4 separate regions of the Sus scrofa genome follow, and regions 1, 3 and 4 are each linked to region 2. The links are chromatin contacts, called in public Hi-C and HiChIP or PLAC-seq maps. All regions are on one chromosome and are shown on one strand. Each heading gives the region's core, a stretch centred on a gene start, on an enhancer-like site or on the middle of the called end of the contact. The rest is flanking DNA. Distances are from core to core; before and after follow the strand shown. Region 1 overlaps RNF150 (RING finger protein 150). Region 2 holds the start of RNF150 (RING finger protein 150). Region 3 has its middle 62 kb from the start of TBC1D9. Region 4 overlaps RNF150 (RING finger protein 150).

The links. A called contact is a pair of places that touch in the nucleus more often than the background predicts. HiChIP or PLAC-seq counts read pairs in DNA pulled down with a chosen protein or histone mark.
Region 1: a Hi-C map of skeletal muscle shows a contact between it and region 2, with 3 times the contacts expected there. The contact joins the enhancer-like site here to the promoter of RNF150 in region 2. A contact is called at or near these places in 18 of 47 Hi-C or Micro-C datasets (alveolar macrophages, brain, embryonic fibroblasts and 9 more) and 1 of 2 datasets of contacts at active chromatin or transcription factors (skeletal muscle).
Region 3: a contact with region 2 is called in an H3K27ac HiChIP or PLAC-seq map of skeletal muscle, with 16 times the contacts expected there. The contact joins the enhancer-like site here to the promoter of RNF150 in region 2. A contact is called at or near these places in 1 of 5 promoter capture datasets (liver), 23 of 47 Hi-C or Micro-C datasets (adipose tissue, alveolar macrophages, brain and 13 more) and 1 of 2 datasets of contacts at active chromatin or transcription factors (skeletal muscle).
Region 4: a contact with region 2 is called in an H3K27ac HiChIP or PLAC-seq map of skeletal muscle. The contact joins the enhancer-like site here to the promoter of RNF150 in region 2. A contact is called at or near these places in 1 of 5 promoter capture datasets (fetal skeletal muscle), 5 of 47 Hi-C or Micro-C datasets (embryonic fibroblasts, fetal liver, fibroblasts and 2 more) and 1 of 2 datasets of contacts at active chromatin or transcription factors (skeletal muscle).

What each region holds. Positions count from the first base shown.
Region 1 is chr8:86,273,593-86,276,852 of Sscrofa11.1, reverse strand. RNF150 (RING finger protein 150) reads right to left here. Exons shown (of 8, transcript XM_021101554.1): 6 at 1,835-1,931. Among named protein-coding and RNA genes, the nearest start is that of TBC1D9, 130 kb to the left of the region's middle. Within about 2 kb of position 1,357, at least 6 of the 83 cell types and tissues checked have an H3K27ac peak or open chromatin away from gene starts, as enhancers often do. A contact at or near this core is called in fetal skeletal muscle and skeletal muscle, where this site is marked.
Region 2 is chr8:86,086,338-86,089,589 of Sscrofa11.1, reverse strand. It overlaps RNF150 (RING finger protein 150), which reads right to left and starts at 1,652. Exons shown (of 8, transcript XM_021101554.1): 1 at 408-1,652. The coding sequence starts at 906.
Region 3 is chr8:86,339,007-86,341,912 of Sscrofa11.1, reverse strand. No RefSeq gene overlaps it. Among named protein-coding and RNA genes, the nearest start is that of TBC1D9, 62 kb to the left of the region's middle. Within about 2 kb of position 1,327, at least 13 of the 83 cell types and tissues checked have an H3K27ac peak or open chromatin away from gene starts, as enhancers often do. A contact at or near this core is called in adipose tissue, fetal skeletal muscle, omental adipose tissue and 1 more, where this site is marked.
Region 4 is chr8:86,311,148-86,313,995 of Sscrofa11.1, reverse strand. All of the region lies in intron 7 of RNF150 (RING finger protein 150), which reads right to left. Among named protein-coding and RNA genes, the nearest start is that of TBC1D9, 90 kb to the left of the region's middle. Within about 2 kb of position 1,340, at least 2 of the 83 cell types and tissues checked have an H3K27ac peak or open chromatin away from gene starts, as enhancers often do. A contact at or near this core is called in skeletal muscle, where this site is marked.

The DNA of each region.
Region 1 (3,260 bases), core at 108-2,607, 190 kb before region 2:
GTGGCTCTGGCATAGGCTGGCAGCTACAGCTCCGATTAGACCCCTAGCCTGGGAATCTCCATATGCCGCAGGAGCGGCCCTAGAAATGGCAAAAAAACAACAACAAAAAAAAGATTTTGGAAACCAATCTGACACACACACACACACACACACACACACACACACACACACACAAGCACTCGTAGGTACATACATTTTCCTCCTCCCTGGTAAGAACCAGTTAGAGCCAGAAATGTGAAATGTGAAAACACTGAGTTTAGGAGTTTCTGTCATGGTGCAGGAACCATGAGGTTGTGGGTTTGATTCCTGGCCTCCCTCAGTGGGTTAAAGATCCGGTGTTCCTGTGGGCTGTGGTGTAGGTCGCAGATGTGGCTCAGATCTGGTGTTGCTGTGGCTCTGGCGTAGGCCAGCAGCTACAGCTCGGATTAGACCCCTAGCCTGGGAACTTCCATAGGCCAAGGGTGTGGCCCTAAAAAGACAAAAGACAAAAAAAAAAAAAAAAAAAAAAAAAAAAAAAAAAAAAAAAAAAGAAAACACTGAGTTTAATTTTCTAAGTCACTATATCTGATCGAGATATCGGGTTTTTTTACTAAGGTTTCATGTTCACTGTCATTGATTTTCACCTTGAGTGTAGTACGTATTTACAACTCCAGTCTCAGAATAGAATGCGTTGCTTCTCAAAAGCTAGCTCAAAGCTATAGTCACACGAGTTGATTTGTGTTTGGTGTATCGACTGCAAAACATCAGCACACAGCTGGCATGGAGGCAGCTGGAACGGGGTAGAAAATTCAGCCAACCCATGACCTGCAGGTGTGTTCTCTCGAACAGTCACTCTGATCTTCCCGGATAATTAGTCCTTTGGCATTAAAGAAAGCCTTTGATATCTGATCTGATCCTTTCTTCTGCAGTGACATCTTAGGACTTTAAATATTCTATTTATTCTTTGCCATTAGTCATGAGGAGTGACAAGAGGGAGGTGGTAGCAAAGTGAGGGGGGCAGGGGAGGCAGGTCTCTGTATCCTGTTTGTCGGGCTTCTTTCAGACAGTGCCTGTGTTTTTCCCTCATCTCTCTCTGTGGCCCGCCGATCGGGTGGCCTGGCTTGCTTCCTGCCCTCATCACAGCAGCTGGTCACTCACTAACGTAGCCTGTGGCCTCTGCTTGGTCTGGTTCTGGCAAAGTCTTTCCCTGGAGCATCAGGCCGGCCAGCTGGGCGGGTGGGGAGGACTCTCTTTGCGTTGGGGGAGAGACTAAATTTGATAAAACACATATCTGAGGGCGCCAGCCTCACGGTAGCACTAGAATCAAGTGGTTCTGGCTCTGGTTTCCTGCTTTTGCTCAAGTTCTCCACAGAGATCTGAGTTCAGCAGAGGCCCTGAGCCAGATTTCCAGCAGCTGGCCTCCCCTCCCCTTGCTGGGAGAGTGCGTTTTCCTCTGGAAGCCGGGTGATTGAGGGGCAATGTCCAGAAATGAGGGGTGCGGGTCTGCTCGAGGACAATGCAGGGCCAAGAACAGGAGGTCATTGATGTACGGCTGCCCCAGGAGGCCCCTGCCAGTACCCCACCTGCTCACACACTGTGGCCCAGGAGGGGAGCTTAGAGCTGCTGGGGGTGGCGTCTCAACTCACGGACAAATACAATGGTCATGGTGAGAGGTGCTCAGACTGAGAAAAAGTGAGAGGAGGAACGTGTTGAGATGTGGGAAGGCTCTCACTAGATGACGCCTCTGCTGTGGGACTAAGGAGACACAGAAAATCCAGGTTTGATGTTTCCTCCCTGCTTTGCGGGTAATGCAGAAAGACAGACATTACGAGGCTGGAGGCTGGGCTGTGCTTACCGGGATCCCTAGGGCTTTAAGAATGTTCATCTTGCACATGGGACAGGTGCGATGGTCTAGAAGCCAGGGGTCAACACAGGACTTGTGGAAAAGATGCCTGCAATGAGAACCATACATCTTAGTGCGGTGGTAACTGCGGAGACCACCTAGTCCACTACAGCCCAGAGCCTTGTCCAAGGTCACCCACTGCTTAGTGGCAGATCCAAGACTCGGACCTAAAGCTCCGAACACCTGGGCCAAAGCGCTTCCTGCACAACCCTGTGGTGATACATCAACATCTGTCTGAATCCCAGGAGGGTCCTCTATGATTCGCAGCTGAGTCTCCCACGTTTCAGAAAATGTAGAGAATGTAGAAAGAGTGACATTTCTCTCTTTCTGGCCAGGAAGAACATTTAATGGAAAGAAGGCAAGTGGGGAAACATGCACAGATCTTTCAGGATAACCTGAGAGTTGCTACCTTTAAATCAATCCAGAATTTCTTTCTCTCACAGTTGGAAGACAACTGCAAAATAAAGCCTCACTTCCGTCGATATCTGGGGTCTCACGCAAAAGGGCAGAAGAACTCCCGGAAGCATTTCACAGCACAAGGGACATTTTAAATTGTTATGCCTGATGGCTGTCAGAAGCCAGAGGGAAAGGGACTGGAAGCCAGAGGGAAAGGGACTGGAAGCTTTACCGTTTGTACAGCTGATGTGCCCAACGCTACTGCTGTCTCACACACCAGCCCTCAGGAGCCTCGCTCCGAGTGGCAGGAGAACGGGGGCATTTCGTAGGCGCGGGAGTGGGGGTTCCTAACGAAACTTCCTCTCAACTTGGCTCATAAGAACCCCTCAGAGGGGTCCGGGACTGCATGAGTCAGAAATCTGTCTTCTCACAAGACTCCAGATCCCAGGCAGAAGCAGTCAGAAGGTCCTGCCTGGGGCAAGAAGAGAGAGAACCGTCTGTCTTAAGTTCAAGGGTGTCCTGAGGACACACTATCCTTGCCCAACGCTCTCTCCTCCGTGCTGTGCTATTCCTGGAATCTTTCCCTCTCTTCCCTCACTTCTGTCTTCTATTGTTCTAACAGCTCTACAGTTTTCTTTGTGTTTAGAAGGCTTTAGGCTCAAATGCTTCCAAAGGATGCCACAAATTAGAGATGAGTTCAGGAAGTGCCACCTCTGAAGTGCACATAGACAGGAATCCACGTGCCAAGGACGGGGTTAGCTGTGTATAGGATATGATGGCACTGGGGATGAGGAAAAGGGGAGGAGCCCCCTGGATGTGTCATGTATTTCCAGATGACTGTTCAGCATGCCCTACAGGTTTACTGTTAGAAGGTATGGATCACATTCATTCATTCCTTTATCCATGCATCCATCTGACAAGGAGTATCAGCCAAGGACTGTGCCCCTCACTGGGAAATCAGCATCATACGGATTTGGCTCCT
Region 2 (3,252 bases), core at 403-2,902:
CCAAGTGCAGAGCTGGGTTATCAGATCTACCGGTTCCAAACAGGTGCCGGGCCGTCACTGGCCTAAAACAACAACCGAGCTCTGTCCCCCGTCCCCCACCTTCCAGATCGGACTCGGAAAAGTTAGTCCAGCACCCCTGGGCCAAGCCTGGTCCGAGTGGCACAAGGCGAAATGGAACACACTCTCTGGTTCCTCCCCGCATCCCATGCAGTTAGCCCACTCTTTGGAGACCCCACGAAGTAACACATAGCAAAACTTAGTAGGTTCAAGGAACAGAAACGCGGCTTTCGCAAAGCACAGACTTTCCAGAAAGGAGCTAGGAGGGAGAGGCGGGCGCTGGGTCCTTCTCGGCGTCTCCATCCTTCTCGGGCTCCCCTCCCCCGCCCCGCGCCCGCCGAGCCTCTTACCTGCGTGGGACATGGTGATGGTCTCGTTGGTGTTGGAGCCCACGTTGAAGATAACCACGGCGGAGGCGTTCTGCAGGAAGGCGTTCCGGATCTTATCCCTGTAGGTGCAGTTGCCCTTGGGGATGAGGGCTATCCAGTTCTTGCCGTGGGCCGGGGCGGCGAACTTAGTGTTGGGGTCGCAGGCCAGGCGGTCGTGGGCCGAGCTGGCCATGACCACCTCCCCGCGGGCGTCCTGCTTGGGCGAGTGCTCCCCGTAGCGCCCGCACTCGGTCTTCTCCGTGTGCAGCTCCGCGGCGAATCCGCCGCCGCCGCCGCCGCCCGCCGCCCCAGCCCCGGGGTCCGGCGCGGGCTCCGCGTAGGTGATGTTCACAAAGGCGGTGTACCATTCCTCCTTCTCGGCCACGGTGAAGTCCAGGCAGAGCAGATGCACGAAACAAAAGGAAAGCAGCCATGTTGAGAGAGCCAGGCTGCGGCACGCTTGGATGAGAGACATTGCCATCTTTATCCGCCGGGTCCCCCTCCCCGCCCCCCGCGCGCTCCCCCCGCGCCGTCCCTCCTCCCTGGCCCTGGCCAACCCCGGGCTGGCCGCTTCTCCTCCTCCTGCTACCGCTCCTGCTCACTCCTGGGCCCGAGGGGCCGTGGCCGGGACGCGCAGCCGCCGCGGGGACCGGATTCCAGGCAAGCGGATGGCTGCGGCCCCTTCCCCTTTCAGCCGGAGCGCGGCGGTTGCATCTCGCTTTGCGGGCGCCGAAAGGGCGCAGGATGAGGGGGCGCTAGGGGCTTGCGACAGAGTCCAGCTGCCGAGCGTCTTGCTCCTTCGCCCGGCTTCTCCTGCTTTCGTAGAGGTGGCAGGGGGCCCAACAGCGTGCCGGGTGGCGGCCTGGCGTCCTGCAGCCCCGGCGGGGGCGGGGGCGGCTGCTTCCAGCCGGAGGTGCCGCCAAGGTGTCCCGGCCGCTGACGCTGAGCGCTCTGACGAGCGGGTCCCGCTCCGGGCGCGGCGGCCGACACTGCTGCGAGTCCCTCTGGCTGAGGGCGCTCCGCTCCTAGCCGCGCTGCTGGCTGCGCCCGGCACACACTTGCCTCGGGAGGGGCCGGCTCGCGGGTAGCGGGAGCAAGCGGCCGGAGAGAAGTACGCCGTCTGCGTGTGTGTGTGTCTGTATATGTTTGTGTGTGTGTCTAGTGTGTGCAAGGAGGAGCTTAGTGTGATGTCAAAGACTGGGCTTCGCGTGCCACGCTCCCTTGGTCTCTCTCTATGGGCAGCAGCGACCCCTGCCGGGTCTCAAATTCAAACCAATCAGCGACTTGGTCCAGGTGGAGGCAAAAAAGGAAGCGCCTCTTGCTTCCTGCGCTGTAAAAGTAGAGAAATGTGTGTGTCAGTTTTCCGAACTGCAGGAGGAACTGCGGTGAGCTCCCTAATTACCCGTCCTAGGGCCAGCGGGTAAGGCTAGTTGGTAGCGAGGTTCTTTCCAGCACCAGGCCCGGACTATCTAGAACAGTGCCTGTCAAGTCGAAGTGTACATCTGCGCCCCCTTTACCCATTCCGTATCTCTGGGGTGGGGCTCCAGAATTTGCTTTTCTAATGAATTTCCCGGTTATGCTGACGCTGCTTATCTAGGAACCACTCTATATTAGGGTGAGTATAGAAATGGGCTTCTTTCTTACCATCTGGCAGCAAGCATGTGACATTTGTTTTCCTATAGAATGAGTGTTTTCTGACTCTATAAGGAAAGAGATCAGGTGAGATATTTCCTCACTACTTATTCTGGTTGTTCTGACTGGTAACAGAGGACTTAGTATCAATAGGCAAAGCAGGTTTGTTTGGGTTATTATTGTCTACAGTGTATTGTCTAGTCTGGCATAGAGATCACAACTAGTCAACAGAGCGTACAGCCCCTCTAGAGTAGTGTTCTTAAAACTGTGATGTAGCATAGGTCTTTACCAACTAATGTTTGACTGGTTGTTATCTTTTCACACGGTCATGTTCCTTAGCTTGAGATACCTGCCCTGTAGTCTCGAAAACAATTTGCTTGATGGTTCATAATCACCCACATTTTACTTCCCAGCTGGCACAGAGCACTCCGAGGACCCACTTCATGATGAAAACAAACGTCCACCTTTTCCCCAGGACTTTAGTGTGTTTACAGAAATCTGTTAATGGCTGTCCATCAGCACAACTGCTCTTTTTCCAGCAGCAGTACAAATAGCTGGTAGCTGTTAGGGGAGAGCAAAGACTCCCAGCTGTACCCAAATTAGAAGCAGGCACAAGAAGAACCACTTAGAGGAATTTGTCCCTATGGTATTGGATGTGCTGGATTTGTGTGTTTCCCTAAACTTAGTCATTTTAGAAAATAGGCTTCTAGGCAATTGGGACAGTGCTTTTTATAGTGCCTAAAACCAAGAAGGTAAAAGTGGAGACTGCCTGGCTGCTCGTTTCTGAACCACCAGAGATCTGAGGGAAGTGTCCTTTGCCTAAAAAAGCCCAGTGAGGTTTTGTACAGATGCCTCACAAACCAAAGTGGTTCCCCATATCTCTCTATCTCTTAGTGATTTTCTTCCAGCCACAAAACTTGGTGAACCTGTGTCATTAAGAATGCATGACTATCCCTGCCCTTTCCTTCCCTTGGAAAAGTTAGAGGCTGAAGAGATGGAAGGATCAAGGAGATTCTTGATCTCCATCCTGCTTGGGAGACTGATTAATTACAGGGGCACTGGGCAAATAAGTGAAATATTAAATATCGTGGGAGCTGGATTTCTTAGTGCTGGAGAAGGAAATTCAAATATGGAATGATAGAAAGCTATTAAAAACCTCGAGGTGTTAGATTGGATCCAAAATGAGTGTGAAATC
Region 3 (2,906 bases), core at 78-2,577, 250 kb before region 2:
GGTAGTATTTTCTTATGGCTTCTGGCCTCCAAGGATTTTTCTTACTTTCCCATCAATTTAGCTACTCTCCTTAAGGGAGATTAAAAAAAATGTCCAATATTTTTAAGGGTTCTGTAGTTTGGAGGAGTTTCTCTGGACATCTGGTCCCCCATAATATATGAAAAACAAACCCACTGCTACACCTTCTGCCAAGCGAGTCTCAGTGTCAGAGGAGGGCTAGAAGAAGGGCAGGCTGCTGCCTTCATTTCTTTTTGAAGGAGTGAGTGCAGAAAGGGAATAACTCACTTTGAGATGGTGAGGCAAGGAGCTTCCTAGCCAGCTTAAATTAGCCAGCAGGCACCGGGACTGACCTTGTGGGTGTACGGGAGGGTGTTCCTGCTTAGAGACTGTGGTCGTGTCCATCCTAATTCTTTTTTTTTAAATCTTTTTGGGGCCAAACCCTTGGCATATGAGGTTCCTAGGCCAAGGGTCCATATGAGGTTCCTAGGCTAGGGGTCCAATTGGAGCTATAGCTGTCGGCCTACAGCACAGCCACAGCAATGGGGGACCGAGCCACATCTGTGACTACACCACAGCTCACGGCAACGCCGGATCCTTAACCCACTGACTGAAGCCAAAGATCGAACCTGCGTGCTCATGGATACTAGTCGGGTTCATTAACCGCTGAGCAGCGACGGGAACCCTGTGTCCATCCTAATTCTGTTTCCAGGTTACAATGGCTCCTGTTCAGGGCATGGGGCCTGACTCTACAACAAGCTTCTTCTCGATCTAATACTATCCAACTTTCAGCTTTTCCTGCTCTCCATCCCTGGACTTTTGAGCTGATGGAGATGCCCGTCCATTTATGGACACAGTGTGGTGCAGCCCAAGGATCTGTGCAACAATGGGGTCAGGAAACCCAAATTCCAGCCCTAACTCTGGTCCTAATTCATGTCCTCCCTTTTCTCTTCCTCCTCATTTCAAATACAGACAATACAAAAGAGAGCGCTTGAGACAAACGGATCACTTTTCATTTTCCCCGACCTTCGAGAAAGGCTGTTTCATTAGATGGACAGGGTTTTGGTCATAACATCAGGTCAGGGCTCAGTCTGATTTCCAGGCCTAACTCTATCGTGTTCTTAATTCTGTAATTAAGTTCTCTGCACTCACATGTATTTATAGATATTGATGTTATTCCCAAACTCTGACTTTTTTTTTTTCCTTAGCGATTTGAGAGACTCGATTCCCATTAGATGTATAATTCCAACGACAGCTGTGTTGTGTATACAGCTCTCATGGCAACCAAGGGCCGTGCCCGCCAAGGAAAGCTGGCTCTGCTTTCTCCCTTGACTGTTTGGTAAATGATCCTTAAGAACAAAAAAGCCAGGAACGTTAGAGGGAGGCACAGAGAGGGAGCCAAGTTGTGGGCCACGGGGGTGCGTCCTGACTCTGATCAGACCCTCTGGCTGTTCCTGCAGGGACAGGGTGGGAATGCCTTCCACACCAGAAAGGTCTGAGGACTTTGGGAGGTTGTCACCTTCCAGGCTGCCAGCAAATACAGGGTCCCCCCACCCCCACCCCGTTGGAGACTTTAGCGACATCCTGCCGGTGCAGGGTGTGTGGCTACAAAATTGATGAAGGGGAATCTAGGCACTGGGTGGTGCAGAGAGCCTCCTGGTCTTTGATGGCACAGCGGAAAGCTCACTGTCCCTTATTTATTTTTTTAACTTCTCCCTTCCTTCCTCCCTCCCTCATTTCTTTTCCTTCCATTTTCCTTCTTTCTTTCTTTCCCTCCCTTCCACCCTCTCTCCTTCTCTCTCTCTCCTTTTGGCTTTTTAGGGCCGCACCTACCGCTTATGGAGGTTCACAGGCTAAGAGTGAATTGGAGCTGTAGCTGCTGGCCTATACCACAGCTCATGGCAACTCAGGATCCTTAACCCACTGAGCGAGGCCAGGGATCGAACCTGCATCCTCACGGATACTAGTCGGGTTCGTGAACACTGAACCATGACGGGAACACCCCTTTCTCTCATTCTTGTCTCTCTTTCTTTCTCTTGTCCTGCCGGTGGCCTGTGGAAGTTCCTGGGCCGGGAATCAAACTTACGCCACAGCAGACCCAGAACCAGGCCACTGTAGTGACAACATCAGATCGTTAACCTGCTGTGTCACAAGACAACTCCTGTCCCTTACTCCTTTTTTTTGGGTGCACCTGCGGCATGTAGAAGTTCCCCAAGCCAGAGATACAACCTGCGCCACAGCAGTAACCTGAGCCACAGCAGTGACAATGCTGGATCCTCAACCCGCTGGGCCACCAGGGGACTCCTCACTGCCCCTTATTCTTCTGGCCAAGAACAAAGAGTCACCGTGAGAGGTGAGGGAGACCCTGCCTGTTGTCGGGTCATGAACGATGATGCAACTCTTGCTCTAAAATGTCTCAAAAATAATGAAACCTCTCTCTGTCACTGCACTTCTCCTCACCTGGCACCCTCACTCTTCAATGCATAGAAATTATCACAGAGAAAAATAATTCACGTGCTCACCCACCAACCCCTCTCCCTGATCCGGTGCAGTGCAGCACTCAGCCAAGGCAAGGGGATGAGCTGGGCTCCTGACATTGGTTTAGAAGGGATTATCAGAAAAGAACTAGGAGTTCCCGTTGTGGCACAGTGGTTAACGAATCCGACTAGGAACCATGAGGTTGCGGGTTCGATCCCTGCCCTTGCTCAGTGAGTTAACAATCCAGCATTGCCGTGAGCTGTGGTGTAGGTTGCAGACGCGGCTCGGATCCCGTGTTGCTATGGCCCCGGTGTAGGCTGGCGGCTACAGCTCCGATTGGACCCCTAGCCTGGGAACCTCCATATGCCGCGGGAGCGGCCCAAGAAATGACAAAAAAAAAAAAAAAAAAAAAAAAAAAAAAAAGAACTAGA
Region 4 (2,848 bases), core at 91-2,590, 220 kb before region 2:
AATTTTAGGATTTTTTTTTTTTTTTTACTTCCGCAAAAAATTCCATTGGGATTTTGATAGGGATTGCATTGAATCTGTAGATTGCTTTGGCTGCTATGAACATCATTTTAACAATATTAAATCTTCCAATCCACGAATAAGGTATGTCTTTCCATTTATCTCTGCCTTTTAAATTTCTTTCTGCCATGCTTTGCAGTTTTTAATGTACAAGTCTTTCATCTCCTTGTACTTATTTCTGCATACTTGTATTTATTCGTAAATACTTTATTCTTTTTGATGCTATTGTAAATGACATTGTTTTCTTTTCTTTTTTTTGGAGGGGGGCAGTGCTTACTGAGGCATATGGAAGTTCCCAAGCTAAGGGTCGAATCAAAGCTGCAGCCTCCAGCCTATGCCACAGCCATAGCAATGCCAGATCCAAACTGTATCTGTGACCTATGCTGCAGCTCGCAGCAACACTGGATCCTTAACCCACTGGGTGAGGCCAGGGATTGAACCTGCATTCGCATGGATACTAGCTGGATTCTTAACCTTCTGAGCCACAGTGGGAACTTCCAATGAGATTGTTTTCTTAATTTCCCTTTCAGGTTGTTCACTGTTAGTGTATGTATGGACTGGGTTTTTGGGTTTTGTCAAATGCTTTTTCTGCATCAATTCAGATGATCATGTTATTTTTTTATCCTTTGTTCTGCTGAAGTGATATATCACATGTGGAGATCTATGACCCACTGCAAGTAAATTTTATGTATGGTGCAAAGTAAAGATTGATGTTCATTTTCTCCCAATATTTTGGTAATCAATTTCTCATATTACATTCCCTTATTTTAAAATACCTAGAGTGACTTCCACATTCCTGACTGGTCTCACTGAATATAGGCAATGGGGCTGGAAAGACAGGCTGTACTAAAACTGATTTGAATGTTAAACCAAAGCATCATAACTGTAACATAGCTGGATTAAATTATATTTGTGTATAAAAAGTACTGGCTTAAATAGCTAAAAATAAATAATCTCAGTTTCCTTATCAGTAAAATAGTGATAATCCTATTTTTGTAGCCTCTAATGGGATTTGGTTGTGTGTACACACACCCACACAGTGCTCCGCTTCACAGTGAGTCTGGCACATATTGTGCCAGATAATATGAAGCTCTTAGTGTATTTAGTATATTGACTGAGAACCTGCTTTATTCCTATCCCATGAAGCCTCCCAGCTTCCTTCTTTGTCTATCCCTGTCCTCACGTACAAAAGGTGCCTTTTCTTTCCCTGGCCACTACCCCACTGTTTCCGTAATGTTCTATTTCCTCAGCATGACTGGATGTAGGTTGATGCATCGACATTTCATAAAGAGCCTCTTTGCCATGTGACAGCCTCATTCCTCTTGCTTGTGCAAGTGTCGCCCTGTTACAAGATAGTCCAACGCAAGAAGAAACTAGAGAACAGGCTCTGATGGAAACGCAAGGTCTCGTTTAAAGGTCAAGCTGCAGAACATAGCAGGTAGGGGAGGGGGTTACTTCATTCTGGAAGGGGTTGGGGAGCGGGGCGCAGAAATAGGAACACAGTTTCTTACACGTACATTTTCAAAAAGAAGGAAGCATTTTAAGCAGTGAATCTGCTGAGATACAAGTCCACAGGATGAGTTTAAGCAAATGATAAGGTAAATAAACAGCTCACACTAGAGACACAGCACGGCCAGGGGCCAATTCGGGTCTCTATGTGCAGGCCTCGCGTTACATTAACCTGTTCTATTACCACAGCCAATTGAAGGTTTTTAATATGTATGTCCTCTCTGGCCATTGTGACCACCTCTTTTTCCATAAAACACATGGAGAAGCCTGTTTTAAAAACTGCAAGCCCTCGAGTCATTTGTTTAGAAGAGCCTCAGATTGCTGCCACCTCCTCCAAGAAATAATTCACCCACGGCTGGTTTGAGAACCTGGTGTTTGGGGGCCCGAGGAGGCAGCTCAAAGTGGTGGCACTAATAAGCCCTCAAGAACTGACAGACTCACTCAGAGCTAAGGAAAAGAGGCCTGATGTTTTGACCCAGAGCATGAGTTGGTATCGCAACAATAAATTACTGAAATTCACCTAGATGGATGTGTTTACACGTCTTCCTGGAAAACCTAATGGATTCGATCTGCAGCCTATTATAGTAAGAGCAGTGGATCAGTCATGCATGTTATCTAATCATAACCTAACCCATTTCTATGGCTCACAGAATGCAATTTACAGCTCTCTGTGTTTACAGCAAAACTCATAATTTTATTTTATTTTATTTATTTAATTTTATTTTTATGTCTGTGCCCGCAGCACATGGAAGTTCCAGGGCTAGGGACTGAACCCGTGCCATAGCAGCAACCCAAGCCGCTGTGGTGACAACACTGGATCCTTAACCCACTGAGCCACAGAGGACTGTCAAAAGCTAGAATTTTAATCAGTATTTGGCCATACAATGGGAATTCCTTGGCATGACTTTTGGGTGAGAATAAAGGAGATACAAATGAGGTTAGCTGTTCAACAAGGGGACAGGAAAGGGCAGAGAGAACGAGGGGGGCCATGATGCTGGCCAGACATTGGTCTCCATTCTGCCTCCTTGGGGAGAGAAACCACTGTCTCTCTAGTCTGTTGTGCCTCCTTCACTTTGCTTCAGAACCAAGCAGATAAAGCTAGAAGAGCCTTAGCGTTTACTTCATCACTTGCTTGGTCAATCAAATAAGATGTTGGATAGAAAGCATTCTTCCCAATGTCTGGGCTTATTAAGAGAAACCCTTAATAAAACACAGTCTATTAATGGTGCAAATGACAAAGCAGAGCTGCTGCTGAGCTGTGTGAGGGCAGAGGAGCCCATCC